2 separate regions of the Nothobranchius furzeri genome follow, and region 2 is linked to region 1. Evidence: chromatin contacts called from public Micro-C data. All regions are on one chromosome and are shown on one strand. Each heading gives the region's core, a stretch centred on a gene start, on an enhancer-like site or on the middle of the called end of the contact. The rest is flanking DNA. Distances are from core to core; before and after follow the strand shown. Region 1 holds the start of stk36 (serine/threonine kinase 36 (fused homolog, Drosophila)). Region 2 overlaps snx19a (sorting nexin 19a).

The links. A called contact is a pair of places that touch in the nucleus more often than the background predicts.
Region 2: a contact with region 1 is called in a Micro-C map of tail fin, with 18 times the contacts expected there. The contact joins the enhancer-like site here to the promoter of stk36 in region 1. A contact is called at or near these places in 2 of 2 Hi-C or Micro-C datasets (skeletal muscle and tail fin).

What each region holds. Positions count from the first base shown.
Region 1 is chr10:47,476,612-47,481,391 of NfurGRZ-RIMD1, forward strand. It overlaps stk36 (serine/threonine kinase 36 (fused homolog, Drosophila)), which reads right to left and starts at 2,445. Exons shown (of 20, transcript XM_054730569.2): 1 at 2,228-2,445; 2 at 2,009-2,149; 3 at 79-156; 4 at 1-6. The coding sequence starts at 2,311. adamts15a (ADAM metallopeptidase with thrombospondin type 1 motif, 15a) reads left to right here and starts at 4,437. Exons shown (of 8, transcript XM_015960895.3): 1 at 4,437-4,780. The coding sequence starts at 4,656.
Region 2 is chr10:47,564,993-47,569,772 of NfurGRZ-RIMD1, forward strand. snx19a (sorting nexin 19a) reads right to left here. Exons shown (of 14, transcript XM_054730570.2): 4 at 4,763-4,780; 5 at 4,353-4,491; 6 at 4,083-4,183; 7 at 3,883-4,002; 8 at 3,604-3,722; 9 at 3,362-3,449; 10 at 3,164-3,293; 11 at 2,823-2,946; 12 at 2,557-2,741; 13 at 2,393-2,480; 14 at 1,996-2,276. The coding sequence ends at 2,132. Among protein-coding and RNA genes, the nearest start is that of LOC107386477, 11 kb to the right of the region's middle. Within about 2 kb of position 2,694, at least 1 of the 3 cell types and tissues checked has an H3K27ac peak or open chromatin away from gene starts, as enhancers often do. A contact at or near this core is called in tail fin, where this site is marked.

The sequences.
Region 1 (4,780 bases), core at 1,195-3,694:
TCTCACCTTGGAAAAGGAAACTAATCAATATCCATCATGTACAATCAACCTTCACAGATTAGGGTGTTAGTGTCTGACCTGTATCTCTGGCAAGTGTCCATCATCCTCCAGAATCTGGAACAACTGTCCCTCTGCATACTCCGTTACAACTACGACCTGTTCCAAAGAAACAATACATACTTGCAAAGACTAGGGATGCATAATATATCAGGACCAATATCAGTGTCGCCCAATGGTAGCCATGTTTTAACACATCTGTATCGGTCCGATATGTGAAACTTGGCCGATATTAACAAACAATATCTTTTTCCCATCTAGTAGTCATCTGTGTATGAGTTTCAGAAGGGGAGGGGGTGATAATGTGTAATTGTTTGATTATACCGCAGTGATATAAATGTGTGTGGTGCAGATATGTTATATTATACATAATTCTTATATTTGAGGTGTTTATTGGCAATTAGATATATCAATATACAGGGGAGATGATAAAATATCTTGTGATACTAAAAGTCAGAGATAAGTCATTTTTTGACTCAACTTAGATGCAAAATTCAGACCAGATGCCTCCAAGTGTGTCTAGTGTTATCGCAAGATTTTGTTGCTCTGTCAGTTAAAAACTGTTGCCACCTAGCAGTTGGGGTTTGAATGCATCACACAAAAGAAATATAGTAAAAATTTGCATCTAAATTATCAATAAAAAATAATACACTGCTTTAAAATACTGATTCAGTATCATTACACAAAATATTACAATATTTCAGCCTGTTGATACTTTCGTACATTCCTACTTATATACATCCATCCATTTTCTTCTACTTATCCGGAGTCGGGTCGTGGGGGCAGTAGCCTAAGTCGAGAGGCCCAGACTTCCCTCTCCCGAGCCACTTGGGAGCCAAGGTGTTCCCTCACCAGGTGAGAGACATAGTCCCTCCAATTTGCCCTGGGTATCCCTTTAAGCTTGGTTTATGCTTGATGCATTTACTTTCCGCTTGGTGATGCGGCTCGCGGATGGAACGCGCTTCACAACTCGCAGCGTTTATGGTACGTGCAGCTCATCTCTGCGGTGAGCCAATATTCTCCCAAACTGCAGGGGGCAGCATGGAGCTCTACGGCATGCATACAACACTACACCATAGTAGAAGTAGAAATTACTGTTTACAACATGGCATTTCAGCATTTTTAACAGCGTCCTCGTCTTTTCCGACAGTGCGAGCTATTTCTCTCCACGAATTATTAAACAACATGTTGATCACGGTGATCTCTGAGAGCTGAATCATACAAATGTCTGTATTTACAAACCTCTGCCATACTACTTCTTGTCAGTCCACCATGGTTTTCCGCGTCCATCTGTCCGCATGGTTAGAAATTTTCCGAGGAGCGCGTTGCGGAAATTTTGAGCAGTGCGAAGACGCGGTGGAGGGGCGTGGTTGTTAAAATGACGCAACTTTTCCGCGCGGACCTTCAAGCATAAACCAACCTTTAGGCCTCCTCCTGGTTGGACGTGCCCAGAAAAACTCACCAAGGACGAGAGGAGCAGCGGCTCTACTCAGAGCCCCTCCCGGATGACCGAGCTTTTCACCCTATCTCTAAGTTAGAGCAGCACTCTGCGGAGGAAACTCATTTCGGCCACTTGTATCCGCGATCTAGTTCTTTCGGTCACTACCCAAAGCTCGTGACCATTGGTGAGGTTAGGAACGTAAATCATCCAGTAAATTGAGAGCTTTGCCTTCTGGCTCAGCTCTCTCTTCACCACGACAGACCGCATCACTGCAGACTCAGCACCAATCTGCCTAGCGGTCTCGCACTTCAGCTTTCCCTCGCTCTTGAACAAGAACCAAATTTATTTTAATGTAATATTAATTACTGGGTATAACAACGATATTAATATCGGATATCAATATCGGCCCACGTTTTCATATTGGTGCCTCCCTAGGGACATTACATTCCCCAAATAAAGTTTAGTGTAAACTAGACCATGCGTGTTTTAAACAGAAAGTTATCATCATACCTCAGTTTCAGTCTCAAAACTGTCAAAGAACTGAACGATATAAGGATGCTGAAGACCCCTCATAATTTCTATTTCCCTTTTGAGACTCCGTAGCTCTTTTTCAGAACGGTCCACTTTAGGCATGAACTTCAGAGCCACCACCTAACGAGGAAAAGCAACTCACGGTGAGAAAAGCACAGACGAACAACGCATGAACTTTACGTTCAGATAAACGCGTACTTGGCCGGTAAATTTCTTTCTTCCCTTGTAAACTCGACCAAACGAGCCTTCTCCCACCAGCTCCAAAACATCATACGAGTTCATTATGACGACTTCCAACGGAAAAGAAAAACTCAACAGCAACGATGTAAGTTGGTCAAACAACTACACGTTTTTACATTTCTTGGTCCATATTTGCACAAACTTATATTTAGATGCCAAATTTTTAAAATAAAAGTGCGAGAGATATTTCTATCGACTAATGACAACGACTTTTCTACTTCAGAGCGGCTACAGAGCGTGCAACGTAAAAATCATTACATGCTGCCCAACGTAACTGCCTGTTCAGAAAATAAGTAATAAAAGAAAAGCAATACGGAGTAGTTAGACTTAATGTACATGCAAAATAAATTTAACACGCATGGAATTTTCTTTACTTATAAAAGAAAAAGTACATATAATTTAGTTATCATTTAACACTGAAGTGCTAAAGTAAATCAGGCGTTTCTTTAGACGACTAACAAACCGGAGTCCTTAGCCTAGCAACGGTCGTTGCGTTCCTAGCAACAGACGTAGAATGGACAACAAAAGAAACGCATCAGGTGTCATCGAAAACGGTCTCTGCACGGAAGATTGTTTTTCTTGATAAAATAAACCCATTGAAGACTAAACATCTCAACGTACTGAATCAGTAATTCACAAATGTGTGACGTTATTGTCCCACAAAACAACAAAAAACGAGGTTATTTAGGCTAATGATGACATCATGATGTTTTCCGTGCTGAAATTAAGAGTTTTCTTTTAGCAATTTTCTTAAACCAATTATCAAATAAAAATGTTCGATATCTCGTTGTGGCATCTTTTGATCAAAACAAAAAACAGTTTCTATATAATTATTGAAAAAATAAGATTTACAAGCTTAATAAGTGATCAAATCAATGAACAGAAGAAATAGTTTTTACTATTATCTAAATGTTTGGTGTTTTCTAATTCCAATTATCATTTATCTTTATTTTGTGATAATTAGTTGTTCTGTTTCATTACAATTTATGACTTTATGACTTGTTTATTTATTTTTTGTAAAGCACTTTGTTATTTTTCGTTTTGTGATAAGTGTTTTAGAAATAAACTTTACTTACTTACTTACTTACTATTAAATGGTTTCTGACCTGTCTTACAAACCCTAAATCAAAAGCATGATCAAGAATAAAAAGTAATACAATTGTAATAAAATTAATGCTATTTTTAAATGAATAAGTGGAATTATTTTAAACAATATGTTTTACCCTATAAGTAGCTACCTTATACTTTAGGGTGGAGATAAACAAGTGAACCGTTTATCAAATATTAATTTCTCCTTTATAATGCTGATATTATTGTAATAAAAACCACTATTCATCCATTCATCACAATACCGTTGTGAGCCTGTGTGTGTGTGTATTTGTTAGTGGCTCCGCCCTCTCGGTCTGCCAGGCAAAAACATTTGTTGCATTTTTCAAACATGAAGTGGGAGTGGAGTAAGACTCTGTAGGGGGTGACTTGCTCTTTAAGTTCCAGCACCTCTTTATAGCCTAGAAATCTGGACTGACAGAAGCAGCAAAAATGATTTTCCTCTGCATGTCTCCCAAACAGGATGGCTTGCCAGGCTCTGCTTGAGTTTCTATCTGTATTTGCGTCCCATTGCGAATGTGGCACTGGGGCTAAACCTTTCAATTTTTTTGTTGTCCACCAGATGTCGTGAGTGGTTCACACACGAATAAACTGTGTTCCATAAACTCCTAGACATAGAATAGAATAGAATAGAATAGAATAGAATCGATTATACAGTGGAAATTCACACACACACACACACACACACACACACACACACACACACACACACACACACACACACACACACACACACACACACACACACACACACACACACACACACACACACTTCAGATACAATTGCGGTCAAATTGTGCCATAACTTTAAATCCCACCCTGGAAATAACAGGGACACTTGGCGCTGATGTTACTGGTGTTATAAAATAATCTGATATTTTAGCTTTATTGTGTCACTTCCGATGGGGAAAATGAGACTGCTGTGAGCAGAGAGTCCGCAGCTGCTTTGCGCATCCACTGCGCGCCTTCAGAGACACCCCCCCCCCCCCCCCCACACACACACACACACACACAACAGCAGAGGTTGTGTTTCCATATTTTCACACATGACGGAAATACATAAAGTCCGGAGAAGGCATCAGTCGGCTCAGTCCTCACAGGTGGAAGATGGAAACGGGTCATGACCGGGAGGAGTTTTCTCTAAGTGGACTCGAACAACCGGCGCTGTTTTAGGACTCTGCTCTTTGGATTATGCTCTCCATCCTGATCTGTGGGTTTTACCGCCGATTTTAGATTAGATTCATTTGGACGCCGCTCTTTGCTGAATGCAAACATCGTCATGTTTGTCAGAACAACCTTCCTCCTCTACTTTGTGCTGTCACTCTTGACGTTGACTTGTAGCATGGAAAGTGAGATTTGCTTTCCGATAAGACTGGATCACAGCGGCAGGAGGGATTCTGACAA
Region 2 (4,780 bases), core at 1,444-3,943, 89 kb after region 1:
AAACAACAAAGATGTCGGCGGCTCAAACGGTGCTTTTTGAAACACCTTTGGAAGATTTAGACTTGGACTTTTATTTTAGGACATGAGAAGAATCAGGTAAGTAATTTATTTCTAAAAAGGATGTATTTGCTTCTTATTGTATTTTTCTTCTTTGATGGGTAAGGGTTAGAAAACAGGCTGCCTCGTTGGCTGATTTTGGTAGCGATGAATACGTCATGTTGTTTGTTGCTCTGATTGGTCCAAGCACTTGCCATTTGCGTGCGGAGACAGTTTGAAAGACAGCCGTTGATTTTGCCCCTACTTTGTCTATGGGTCATAGTCAGTGATGGGAATAATGGTGTTAAAAACAACAGCGAAGTTAGTTTTTTCAGTAACTAGTAATCTAATAAATTACTGTCTTCTTTTGTCATGACGCCGTTTCTGTTACCGATAGGAAAATGTGTGCATTACTATAATTCAGCAGTGCGGTGTGTTGAAGCTGTCATCAGCTGATCGGGAGCTAAAGGGGCGGATGTTTTCATCCAAATGCATCATGGCTGTGAGGAGCGAGGAGGACGTGATGAATAGTCTATGGCTGCAGACCCGCAGATTCACTGCTGCAGGTGTGAATTTTAGCATTGTAGTAATTTACAGTAAAGAAGTCAGTTTCATTAAAGTGACAACAATTTTTACTGTTAATCTTGGTAAATATCCATCAAAATGTTGTTGAAAACGAATGAAATGATGTCAAGCTGTTGAAAAATATAAGCAGCTTTGTAACATATAACCATAAAAATCGGGTCTAAAGTACATGGGAGCGGGTCTAAGGGGTGATGCCATGTTTCCTTCTATGGGAGCCCTTGAGGACAAAATGCATTTACTGATTTGTAACAAACAGTTACAAAACTTTCACCATTCATAAACGTTGTTTTACACATGTACCTCTTCATTAGTTGCCAGTGATGAAAGGAAGTCTGGTGTGCTTGTTATTTTGCTGAAGTTTGCACTCCCCAGGGCTTTTTGACCCAAATGAGCATCCATTGGTAAGGTTAACCCAACACAAAAATACTGCTTGCTTACAAAGATTTAGGTATCTACACCCCCTATTGCCAAGAAAAATACACACTGTCACTTTAAATGAGGAACCCATTTTTCTTGCATTCTTTATGAAAAAAGTAACCAAATAATTAATATTCTTGGTAATTAGTTACTTTTATAATCTTGTAACTCAGTAAGTAACTGAGTTTATTTTTGGACCAAGTAATTTGTAACTATAATGAATTACTTTTTAAAAGTTACGTTCCCAACACTGGTCATGGCCAGACTAATGTTGCATGATGTGTTGCAGGTGAGCTAAAGAATAATTTCACTTTGATAAAATCAAATAAAACAGGATGGATTTTAATCCAAATGATTTTTACAAAAGGTGCATTTCAAAGCTGGAAAATGGGATGATCTGCTGAACACAGAGAAGTGAATACACAGGTTAAAAAAGCTCTGAAGTGTCTTAAGGACAGCTCTGGTGGATTAAACAGGGATTCTCTCAAAAACTGCACTGAATCCAAGTTTAAATCAGAACAATCAAAGTTTCTGCTTTTATCTGAGCTCTCTGTGAAACGTTTTGGTAAAGCCAGAAAGAGAGATTGGAAAACCTCATTTAGCAATAATACGAATTTCTTTGAGCAACAGCAAGAGCCACACCATAACACCAGAGGCTAAAGGCAGAAATGGTTCCCTGTTAAATAATAAAAAGAACAAAGTTTGCTACCATCCTTTATCAGAATGAGGCACCAGCTTTTATCAGGGCTTAGAGCTGTGTCAGTGGAAAGGACACATGAGAACTAAGCTGCAATAAAAATCACATCACCAAAAATATTTGGTCACATTGATAAAATAATCATTTATTTTTTTACTGTTATGTTTACCTTTTTATAGAAAAGCCTTTTCTTTTAATCAGTTGAATCGTTCGATCATTCAACCTTTAAAATATGTTTCAATTAAAATCACAATCACTTGCAAACATCATCTTATCTGCAAGAACAAACATTTGCATTAACAAATAAATGAATAAAGTCACAAAACACACTCATGTTGCTTGTTTAGCCTGGACCTCATTAATTTGATCAGTTGCTTCCTGCACTTGAGATCAAATCTACGAGTTTGTTGATCTGATATGGGGGCCGTCCCTCCCCGTGGCTTTAGCCAGAGTCTGCAGCAGAGACCTCTGGAAGGCCTCGTCACATGATTCAGGGATCAGAAACTCCAGCAGCAGGTCACACATGCAGTAGATCAGATGCCTGTATTATAAACACAAACATCAACAAGAACAGAAACCAACTTTTTGTGTGTGTATCATATGAAAAATGTGGAGGTATTGATCTTTTATCAGAGGTGTGAGCACAGAAATACTCACTTGTTTATCTGATGATCCTGTAGAGATTCCAGCATGGTCTCCAAGCTCAGCCTAAACTTTTCACTGCCCAGCATGTCAGCTATCAGCTCTGCAGAAGAACAAAACCTTCAGAATTCCTGCAAATCAAAGCCACCAGAAGTCTCTCTCTGATAGAAGCTTTGTACCAGGGATCAGCTGCATCACACAGTTTAAACACCGCTCCTTTGTCTCCTGTTTCTCTGCTGCGCTTCTCTCGGGTCGGGGATGAGCAGGCAGCCTGCCGCCTGGCCACACAGCCTCCTGCAGCACTTGGAGGTAAATCACCCAGCAGGGGGCACTAGTGAGGTGGGCAGCGCCTACATCCAACCATCTGAAACATCAATCAGGAGTTTAAGACAGCAGGTTTCTCAGTCCGTGGAGTTTTCAACCCTTCAGAAAGAAAGCATCTGACCTCTCAATGAAGGTGCCAAACAGCAACCTGATAGCCTTTTGTATGTTTTCTGTGCACAACCAGCTCCAATGATCCTTCATCAGAAGGCACAAAATGTTCAAAGCAACATCTGCCACAGCTGTATCTGAATGACACACACAGAAAAATGCATAATATTAACTCAAAATGTAAGAATCTCAGTACAGACTGAACACACCATTTATGGAAGGGGACTAGCGGAGGCTTGGACAAACATCAGAGCGATGCTGCACCTGTGTGGAGATTCTGAGACACTGCATGGATCTTCTATAGGAGGCTGTAAAAGGATATTTCTGCATTAACTAAACCAACAAAATCACAACCTGATTTATCTGAAACTCTCTTGTCTTTGACCTGGAGCTCACAGCTCCTCGTTGGTTCTGTCACGTTCAGCCCACATTCCTGCTCCCTGACAAAAGCCTCCAGGCCTGACAGCGACATCCTGTTAAGAACCTGCAGAGCCCCAACAGAAACCAGATCAGCTGTCCCGTTTCTGTTTAAGACAAAAACAGACTCCTCACCGTGCAGCCTTCACTGAAACAGTAGGTCACTTTAGGATGAAGGTCGGTCATGTTCAGAGATGGAGACACTTTGGTTGGGAACAACCTTCTGAAGCACAAAATCGAAAGGAGGAATGAAGATTTAAAGTAAAACAAGAAATAAAACCAAATCTTCTGGGATCATCACACTTTTTGCTTGTCTTAACAGATGGTGAATAACAGACTCAATAGTTTATGCAGTAGAGGATTGATGAAGCCCAAACCTGTACTTCCTGTAATCCATCGTTCGTCCTTCAGTGTCGCCTTCAACGTCCTCCATGGGACTGGGAATCTCAGGGTGAGGGAATGCTGTTCTGAACGTATCTAAAGCGTTTTCCATCATCTTCAAAGGAAAATTCAAACATGAGATTAATAACAGAATTTAAAAAAAAAACAGTAAAAAGCCAAACTATTATCCAGCTTCCGGGTACAGTTTTACCAAGAAACAAAATATAACTCATTCAGCAAAAGTGAGTTTCCAGGTTTGGATTATTTTTGTCTACCTTATCAATCCTCGATTTGTTTAAAGGTTTTCGTCCAAAATACGTGCAGACGTCTGAGTTGATGGCAAGGAACTCCTGCATGTCTTCACCACTGGTTATCTCAGGAATGCTGCTAAGTTGCTACAACGAATAAATCAATTATCTCACAACCAGATTATGCAACAATCCCTCCTTCGTTGTTCACGTTTTCATCCCAATACCTTCAGGAAGGCATCCAGCTGACTTCTACGAGCTTCCACCTTCTCCCCATCCGGACCTCCAAAAGGGAGATCAGGGAACATCTTCTTTGGGCCTTTGACGTCTAAAATACAAAACAATGTCATGTCAAATCTTCCATCCATTCATTCATTGTCTGAACCTGCTTGTCCATGTAGGGTCGCGGGGGGGCTGGTGCCTATCTCCAGCGGTCGTCATGTCAAATCTGTCTCAGGATATTTGGAAATGGTGACATTTTGTGAGTCCGTTCTCACGCTTGATTAATTTCTTGACTTCAGGCTTCTCCTCTAATCGAGCTTGCAGGTTGAGGAACTCGCTGTATCTGCGTCTGACAGTGCGACAGGTTGCAGGTCGTGCTGTGCCGGGGGTGTCGCCATCAGCCGTGGTCTCAAACTGTAAAACAGAGGCAGGTTTCAGATTTCACATGCACATTGAAGGATATTACAGGGTGCAGAGAAAGGGAGCTATGAGTTGTCTTCTACAAAGAGCGGTGGTCATGTTACATCTGTGATGAAAATGATCTAGATTTATTTGTTTGTTTCACCTAAAATCGCCAAACACAAAAGCATTTCCTTGTCCAGATTGTGGGTATTTGCTCATATGTATGAGTTCAAATGTGATCAAAACTAATCAAAATGAAATGAATGAGTTAATATCGTGTTACCTGTACATTGAAGAGTGT